3 separate regions of the Sus scrofa genome follow, and all the other regions are linked to region 1. A link is a contact called in public Hi-C data. All regions are on one chromosome and are shown on one strand. Each heading gives the region's core, a stretch centred on a gene start, on an enhancer-like site or on the middle of the called end of the contact. The rest is flanking DNA. Distances are from core to core; before and after follow the strand shown.

Region 1 (2,700 bases), core at 138-2,637:
CTGAGAAATGAGGAAGACAGAGCCAGTGGGAGGATGGAGTACTTTCTATGACCTACACTATGAAGTCAGCGCTGTCACTTCCATCATATCCTGTTAGATAACAGTCACTAACCCCAGCCCACCCTCACGAGGAATTAGACTCCACCTCTTCTAGAAAAGAATATCACTCAACTTGTGAACATATCTTAAAACCACCATACCCAAATTTACTATTTTTTTTTTCAACATCTTTCCGTTCTGCTTCATCATTCTCTTACCCTTTCCTCACATACTTATTTCCTAACTATTTCAGAGCAGGTAGCAAGCTCCACATCCCTTCTCTCCTAAAGGCTTATATTCCTTCAGGAAAAGGATAGTCTTTTTTTTTTTTTTTTTTTTGCTTTTTAGGGCCCCTTCTGACATTCCTTTTTTTTTTTTTTTTTGTCTTTTTTGGGCCACACCCACAGCATATGGAGGTTCCCAGGGTAGGAGTCTAATCAGAGCTGTAGCTGCCAGCCTACACCACAGCCACAGCAACGCGGGATCCGAGCCACGTCTGCGACCTACACCACAGCCCACGGCAATTTCGGATCCTTAACCCACTGAGCGAGGCCAGGGATGGAACCCGCAACCTCATGGTTCCTAGTCGGATTCATTAACCACTGAGCCATGATAGGAACTCTACAAAATTGATTGTTAAACAATACAGGCAGCGGGCTACAAAGTGTGACTTAGGTTATGTAAGGTTTTGTTTTTCTCTTTTAGGGCCGCACCTGCAGCGTATGGAGGTTTTCAGACTAGGGGTCAAATTGGCGCTGTAGCTTCTGGTCTACACGGCAGCTCACAGCAACGCTGAGCCTTAACCCACTGAGTGGGGCCAGGTATTGAACCTGCGTCCTCATGGATACTTGTCAGATTCATTTCCACTGAGCCCAGACGGGGACTCCGGTTATGTAAGTTTCTATCAGCGGAGAATAAAGAAAAGGTGCTTCGGTTGAGCTCTAGGCCGCTCCCGCCCCCAGCACCAGAAAGACAAAAAATTGTTTATGAAAACTCAGCTTATTTCTGGGAAACTCTGAACCGTTTCCTTCGGCTCTGGTCTCGGTTAGAACACAGCTGTGGACGGCCCAGAGAGTCTACTCGTCTGGTTAAAATTCCAGTGCAACCGTTTCTCGGCTCTTTCCAGGAGCAGGTAACTTTTAGAAATGTCCAATTCCTCCTCCGTTACGGGGAACTTCCGCGGGCCCCAGCGCCCGGGCGGCTGCGAGGATCCAGCGAGCTGGTGAGCGGCTCGCTCCGCCCGGGATCGCATAGGCGCGCGCCGCCCCCCGGCGGCCGAGCGGGCGGAGCGGCGTCACGTGGGCGGGGCGGCGTCACGTGGGCGGGGCGGGCTCGTCGGCCGATCGCACGATGTGACGCGCCGCCGGAGGCAGGCCGGGCCCTCAAGATGGCGGCGGGCGCCCCGAGCGGCTCGGCCCGGCAGTAGTGGCGGGACGGCACTCGCCGCTGGGGCCGGCCGCCCCGGGAGTGGCTGCAGCAGCGCCAGGAGTCGAGGATGGTAAAATGACCCAGGGGAAGAAGAAGAAACGGGCCGCGAACCGCAGTATCATGCTGGCCAAGAAGATCATCATTAAGGACGGAGGCACGGTGAGCCGGGGGTACCGCGCCGGGGAGGGTCTTGCGGGGCCCGGATCTCTCTCTGCCCCCGCGCTGCCCCCTGCGGCCGCCCCTGGGTGCCCTCCGCCCTCCCTACCCTCCCGCGGTGCCGCTGTCTCGGGCTCCCGGGCCCCCGTGCCTCTGCTCCGGGGGCTTTCCTCTCCTCGCCGGCCTGCGGCCTCCGGGCCGGTCCTCTCGGATGGTGAAGCCGCTCGCCTCTCCCGCACCTGCCGCCCTCTCCGCCGTCGCCCCCGGAGGCCCTGCGGCCCCGAGCCCCCCGCGCTCCTCCTCCGCGGGCAGGGATCGACGCCGGGCTCCGTCGCCGGCCGGCCCACCGTGTCGCCGGGGCGGTGCTGGTGCCGCCCCCTCCCCCCCGCCGTCCAGGCCCCGCGGCCGGGGGCAGTCCCTGCCCTCCCATATGCTGCTAACGGGGTGGCATCTGGCGCGGCGACCCCGGCGGGGCCGGGTCGTGCGCTCGCTCTCTCCTTCCCGGTCCTGGGTCGGTGCTCCTGCCCTTCGCTGCCTGCTGTACGGTAAACACCGTCGGAAGGTGGGCTTCCCCCTGACTTCCCGCAGCAGGAGCGGGACAGAGGACACCTGGGCCTAGACCTGAATCTGCTGGTTTTCACAGGCCAGTCCTCACCCCCGGGCTTCAGAAATCACCTGGTGTATTTTAAAACAAAAAAGACTAGATGGAGTTGTGGCCTGAGGATTGGAAGACCGATTGAGGGCGAGACAAAATTTGTGCTTTTTAGAAACAGTTGTCGTCACAGTAAACTTTATGCATCGTGGTGTCGTTAACCAGCAGGGGACGTAGGCCTCTTAATTGAAAATAACGCGCCTGTACTTTTTTTATGCTGAAAATTCTCCATTGCTACGCTCTCTAGTCTTTGTTGCCTTCTTTGATATCATGTTCTGAAATAGAATGGAAAAGTGAAATGCATATGTCACTTCTCCGAGAAATAGGCAGAAATGGTTCCTTTTCCCCCCATATTTGCTTATATTTTGTTGGAGCCCTCAACTACTAGCACAGGGCTAAATATGTGAGGCTTTGCTGTATTCATT
Region 2 (2,700 bases), core at 114-2,613, 72 kb before region 1:
AATGTACCAAGTGTGGAAATAGCACAAAAACAATGAACAAGGCTAAAGTCTAATAACTCCAGCTATTGCTAATTTGGGAATAGAGTCAGAAGGGTATGCTACAGTTTTCCTTTGAAACAAAATTTCTCTCTATGATCATTCTTCTTTTGATCAAAGATAATCTCAAAGAAAGATTTTTTTTTTTTAATGGCTGCCCCTGAAGCATATAAAAGTTCCCAGGCTAGAAGACAATCAGAGCTGTAGCTAAGACCTATGCTACAACCACAGCAACTCTGGCTAGGAGCCACATCTGTGACCTATGCTGCAGCTCACAGCAATGCCAGATCCTTAACCCACTGAGCAAGGCCAGGGATTAAACCCACATCCCCTCTGACAGAGGTCGGGTTCATAACCTGCTGAGCTACAACAGGAACTCCAAATAAACCTAATTCTTTCTAGAAATTCCTGTCATGGCTCAGCAGAAACGAATCTGACTAGCATCCATGAGGACGAAGGTTCGATCCCTGGCCTCGCTCAAAGCGTTAAGGATCCGGCGTTGCCGTGAGCGCTGGTGTAGGTTGCAGACACGGCTCAGATCCCTTGTTGTTGTAGCTGTGGTATAGGCTGGCAGCTACAGCTCTGATTTGACCCCCTCCAAATGCCATGGGTGCGACCCTAAAAGCAAAAACAAAACAAAAAAACTAGTTATTTCTAGAACCTCTCTTTTTTATAGGATAAAAGAACAAGTTCTTTGTGATTTTACAAGGGCCTTCTGGGAAATCAATCTTAAATGCAAAATATATCGTTTGAGATTTGGAATTTGGAAGGCAAAATATCAAAATTTGTGAGGAGGTTTGAACACTTGCTTATATAAGATCATGGGTTACTGTGAAAAATACTTGGCCACCTCTTCAACCAAAATGACAATAAAATATTTTAAAAGTATACATAGGAGATAGCATGATTGCAGAGAACCTTAGCTCTTTCAAAAGTAGGAAGACTTTGTACTCAAACAATCAAGGATATAAAATCAATATAAAACACAGGAAATAGTTCTGATAAGATACAGAATCCTTGTTTTATAGGCAGATTTCTCAGAAGGAAAGAAAAATTCTTACAACCTCTTACTAAGGAAGGCAGGCAAGTAATCCCGAACAGTGAGAAAACTAAAGTCTCATCGTACGTCGGTGTATTTGTTACTAAAACACTTTTGACAATCTCGTAAGTAAATCCATTAACCTTCAGCCCGCTTTGACCACTGTAATTAAAATTTCCTTTGGGGGATTTTTCTTTATCCATGCAATTCTTTCCTACACTTTCCTCCTTCTCATTCTGGAACGAAGATCCAGTTTACGTCAGCACAAATTTGCTCTCTTTTTGCGCAACTAAAACCTACCCTGCAGACTTTGCCTACAAAGTTCCTCTCTGTCACCTTTGCTCTGAGAAGAGGCTTGTTTGCATATATTGATTATATCTTTTAACTGGTCACTTCTATTTCACAGGGAAAACTAGGAGGTTAGGTAATTGTGACTGAATACACTAGCATTTTTAGCAGATCAGTAGAGGTTATAAACACACATTTCATAACTTTTTATAGCTATTCACATCCCAAAGCTGCATAAATGAATATATTCATTAACAGATCCAAATATTTAGCCTCTGGGAGTTCCCATTGTGGCTCAGTGGGTTAAGAACCTGACTAGTATCCATGAGGATGTGGGTTCAATCCCTGGCCTCCCTCAGTGGGTTAAGGATCCAGAGTTGCTGTGAGCAATGGTGTAGGGAGCAGATGAGGCTCAGATCCGAGTTGCTGTGGCTGTGGTATAGGTGGGCAGCTGCAGCTCCGATTTGACCCCTAGCCTGGCACTTTCCATATGCCATAGGTGCAGTCGTAAAAAAAAAAAAAAAAAGAGAAAAGAGGCAAAAAATACATAAATATTATATAAACTGCAAATTATGTTCTGCAATTAATGTTTCAGTATCCTATCCTACTTAGAAATGATCTGTGTATCTATGAATATCCATTAATTAACTCAGATTAACATTCATCTAAGAGTTTAAGTTACTGAAAGATCTTAGAAGCCATTTCCAAGATGACACACTACAAAACACAATTACTAGGAGTCCTGTTGTGGCTTATTGGTAAGAACCTGAATAGTATCCATGAGGACGCAGGTTTGATCCCTGGCCTTTCTCAGTGGGTTAAGGATGTGGTGTTGCTGTGAGCCGTGGTGTAGGTCACCGACTCAGCTTGGAACCCACGTGACTGAGGCTGTGGAGTAGGCTAGAAGCTGTAGCTCCCATTCAACCTCTAGCTTGGGACTTCCATATGCTGCACCTGTGGCCATAAAAAGAAAAAAAAGAAGAAAAAATTGGACAAAAAGGGATACTGATTTTTTTTTTTTGATCATAAAACTGGCTCATGTAAAATACAAAAGTAAACATTTTTTTTTTCCCACTGTACAGCAAGGGGGTCAGGTTATCCTTACATGTATACATTATAATTACATTTTCCCCACACTCTTTCTCAAAAGTAAACATTTGAAGAAAAAACATGAAAAGCATTTACATGGACCAGTTTCTCTTTAAAAAAAAAAATTTTTTTTGAGGATACAGATTTTATTCAAATCTTAGGGAGAGCGGATCAGAATATCTCAACAAGTGGTTTTGCCTTGGAATTTCATAGAGAGGTGCTATGGTCTGAATGTGCGACTTGGATCC
Region 3 (2,700 bases), core at 153-2,652, 100 kb after region 1:
CCCATATTGGGCAGCACAAAAGAATAACCAACTAGTCTACAAATCTCCATTTACAGCTGCTGGTTTTGGTACCATCTCCTCCCTGGCTTGCCAATTGATTCTGGACCTAATTCTGAACTACATACTAATTTCACATCACTGGCAGCTCAACAAATCAATGTCTTCATTTCTTTTAATGTCACATTTCCACACCACTTAGTTTTCACATATATTTTCACACCTGATCCTCATTAACAACCAACCATGTAGGTAGCCATGTTTTATCAGCTTTACTAATGAGGAAAATCAAGGTTCAGAGAGGAGCCAGCTGACACTGAGTGGTGCACTTGAGACAAAATTGAAATCTCCTGCCAAATCTCCCTACTTCGGCCTCAACAGCACCACCTCTTTAACCAAAGTTGTAACTTTTACATTTATCTGTGATACTGGCCTTTATTTCCACCCTCACCAGACTGTAAACTCCACCAACACAAGAACTCTCCTGATCACTGTATCCCCGGTGCCCAGGAAGAGTGTTCAACGTTTGTTGAATGACTAAATGAATATATGGTTTTCAACAATTGTTTTTCAATTTATTACACGTAATTTATTTTTAGTAACTATGACGAAAGAGAGGCAATACACCACAAATTTGTAGAGTTTTTTTTTTTTTTTTAAGTCTAACCTTGCATTTACTTCCAGTAGCGTTCAAAGGAGAGAGGGGGGAAAAAGGGCCGTGAGCCAAAGCCTGAATTCTAGTGCCCGCCCGCCGTGAACTCGTGAGCTCTCACGCAAATTACTTAATTTCTCTGAGCCAGACTTCTTATCCGTCAAAAAGAGAAATGGGCTATCATCTCCATGACAACATCCAGAGATAAGACTTAAAAAAAAACACACACAAAAACTGATGCGGGTCGGCGACCCATTCCTCACTCTTCCCTCCCCAGCAACGGCAGACTTTGAAACGACCACGAGGTCCCAGCCAGCTCTGTCTCCGCGGCCCGGGGAGATGGGCCGCACACCCAGCGCAGGCCGGGGCCCACCGGCCGGAGCCGCCATCTTTCCCCCTTGGCCCGACCCCTAACCGCCACCCGCGGGCACAGAGTAACGCGGCCCTCACCTCTCCTCGCAGTCTTTACATTTCACCTGCAACGGGACGAGTTGCTGGAACAGAATCTGGCTCATGCTGAACCCCTGCCCCGGCCGGTGTGCGGAAAAACCCAAACGGGCCGGCGGGTCAGCGGTACTAGCCTGAAAGGCCTCCGGGGCCTGTTTAAGTTTGGCGCTCGGCTTCCGCGGAAGAGGCGGGGAAAGTGAAGCAGAGACGATACGGAGGAGGTTTGGGCCTCGCCGGCCACCATCAGCTTCTTCCGGTTTTGTGACGGCTGGGCGGTCGTTCCGGGTACCCTCCTGCGTGGCGGGATCCGAGGCCGCCATATTTGTTAAGGGAAGGGAACCCGAGAGGCGCTAACAACTTTTCCTCTCTTCGCCGGATCGATGCTTGCTACCTGAAGTAAGCCCTGAATTATGGCGGCTTCTGCGCCGACACCGCATGGAACTGACTCTCCAGCAGAGGGGCGATGCGGTTACTATGTGGAAAAGAAGAAGCGGTTCTGCAGGATGGTGGTGGCAGCGGGGAAAAGGTTCTGTGGTGAACACGCTGGAGCGGCGGAGGTCTGGTATCGCCTTACCCTCTCGAGGGTCGGAAATAAGTTTCCTGGTCCGGCACTTTCCCTCTCTGACAGATTTCTGCTTCTGTCCCCTGGAGTTTCCAGCTTTTCCCGTGATAAACGCAGTCCTGGCCTCCCTAGGGAGCGATGATGAGCCGTAGTGAAGTGCAGTGTTGTCTTGTACTAAGTAAAGCGCCAGCAGTGACCCGTTTATCTTGATACCAACTCGTGGTAACGCTAGATTGTAGTTTTACCGCAGACTACCGCTTCTTGCGCTCCGCTCACTCTCCGCCTTCCTGATGGGAAGTGGTGGTTTAGAAAGAAGACAGATCCCAAGGTTTCACTCATTGTGTTTTCATTGTTTTGTGAACGATAATCACTTCTTGTGAATTATTGTGAGTCACTTCTTGTGAATTAGATGTACAGTCTTTTGAAAGCAACTAATAACTACTTTGCTGCAAAGGGGAAGGAAAGATTTAAAAACATGTAAGAATTGACTCAACACTGAGAACAGAAACTGTATGATTTTGTTCCATTAAACGTATGATTGTGATGTCGAACTATATATCTTTATGTATGTGTTTTTCTTTAGGAGATATATGATAGAAAATTTTAAAAACAGCAAGAGCAGAATGCTTATAGAAAGAGCATGTTTGATAGCTTTTAGAACAATTAAACCAAATAGACAAGCATCTGATTTCATGTCTTCTGAATGTCCGGTGTTATTTACATTTCTTTTCTTTGTGAGTCCGATGGTTTCTCCTGCTAGGCAATGTCTAATACAGATGCGCGTGCGCGCGCGCACACACACCCCCTCCAGCCCTGCCATCTGCTACTGTCCCTCATAGCCAAAGCTGTACTTCATGTGTTGATTTGACTGACATTTGCGTAGAGTGAAGTGTACTAAAACAAGCAGATTCTTGTTTTGGAATGTAAGTGACTTGTGACTTACAAGGACTCTTTGAAGTACACTCACTGTTGCCTTGGCTGGTTTTGAGGGGACCAGCAAACATCCCCTGATCGAAAAATGAGCTTTATGATTGGAGGAGGC

The links. Hi-C and Micro-C count contacts between places; a contact is called where the count stands out from the background.
Region 2: a Hi-C map of liver shows a contact between it and region 1, with 4 times the contacts expected there. The contact joins the enhancer-like site here to the promoter of MFSD14A in region 1. A contact is called at or near these places in 2 of 5 promoter capture datasets (fetal liver and liver), 12 of 47 Hi-C or Micro-C datasets (alveolar macrophages, fetal liver, heart right ventricle and 4 more) and 1 of 2 datasets of contacts at active chromatin or transcription factors (skeletal muscle).
Region 3: a Hi-C map of skeletal muscle shows a contact between it and region 1, with 6 times the contacts expected there. The contact joins the promoter of TRMT13 here to the promoter of MFSD14A in region 1. A contact is called at or near these places in 2 of 5 promoter capture datasets (fetal liver and liver), 13 of 47 Hi-C or Micro-C datasets (alveolar macrophages, brain, fetal liver and 8 more) and 2 of 2 datasets of contacts at active chromatin or transcription factors (alveolar macrophages and skeletal muscle).

Annotation. Positions count from the first base shown.
Region 1 is chr4:118,089,061-118,091,760 of Sscrofa11.1, reverse strand. MFSD14A (hippocampus abundant transcript 1 protein) reads left to right here and starts at 1,387. Exons shown (of 13, transcript XM_013997351.2): 1 at 1,387-1,626. The coding sequence starts at 1,543.
Region 2 is chr4:118,161,369-118,164,068 of Sscrofa11.1, reverse strand. All of the region lies in intron 1 of LOC110260374 (a long non-coding RNA gene), which reads left to right. Among named protein-coding and RNA genes, the nearest start is that of SLC35A3, 37 kb to the right of the region's middle. Within about 2 kb of position 1,363, at least 8 of the 83 cell types and tissues checked have an H3K27ac peak or open chromatin away from gene starts, as enhancers often do. A contact at or near this core is called in fetal liver and liver, where this site is marked.
Region 3 is chr4:117,984,335-117,987,034 of Sscrofa11.1, reverse strand. TRMT13 (tRNA:m(4)X modification enzyme TRM13 homolog) reads left to right here and starts at 1,402. Exons shown (of 10, transcript XR_002343574.1): 1 at 1,402-1,653. SASS6 (spindle assembly abnormal protein 6 homolog) reads right to left here and starts at 1,436. Exons shown (of 17, transcript XM_021090148.1): 1 at 1,100-1,436. The coding sequence starts at 1,416.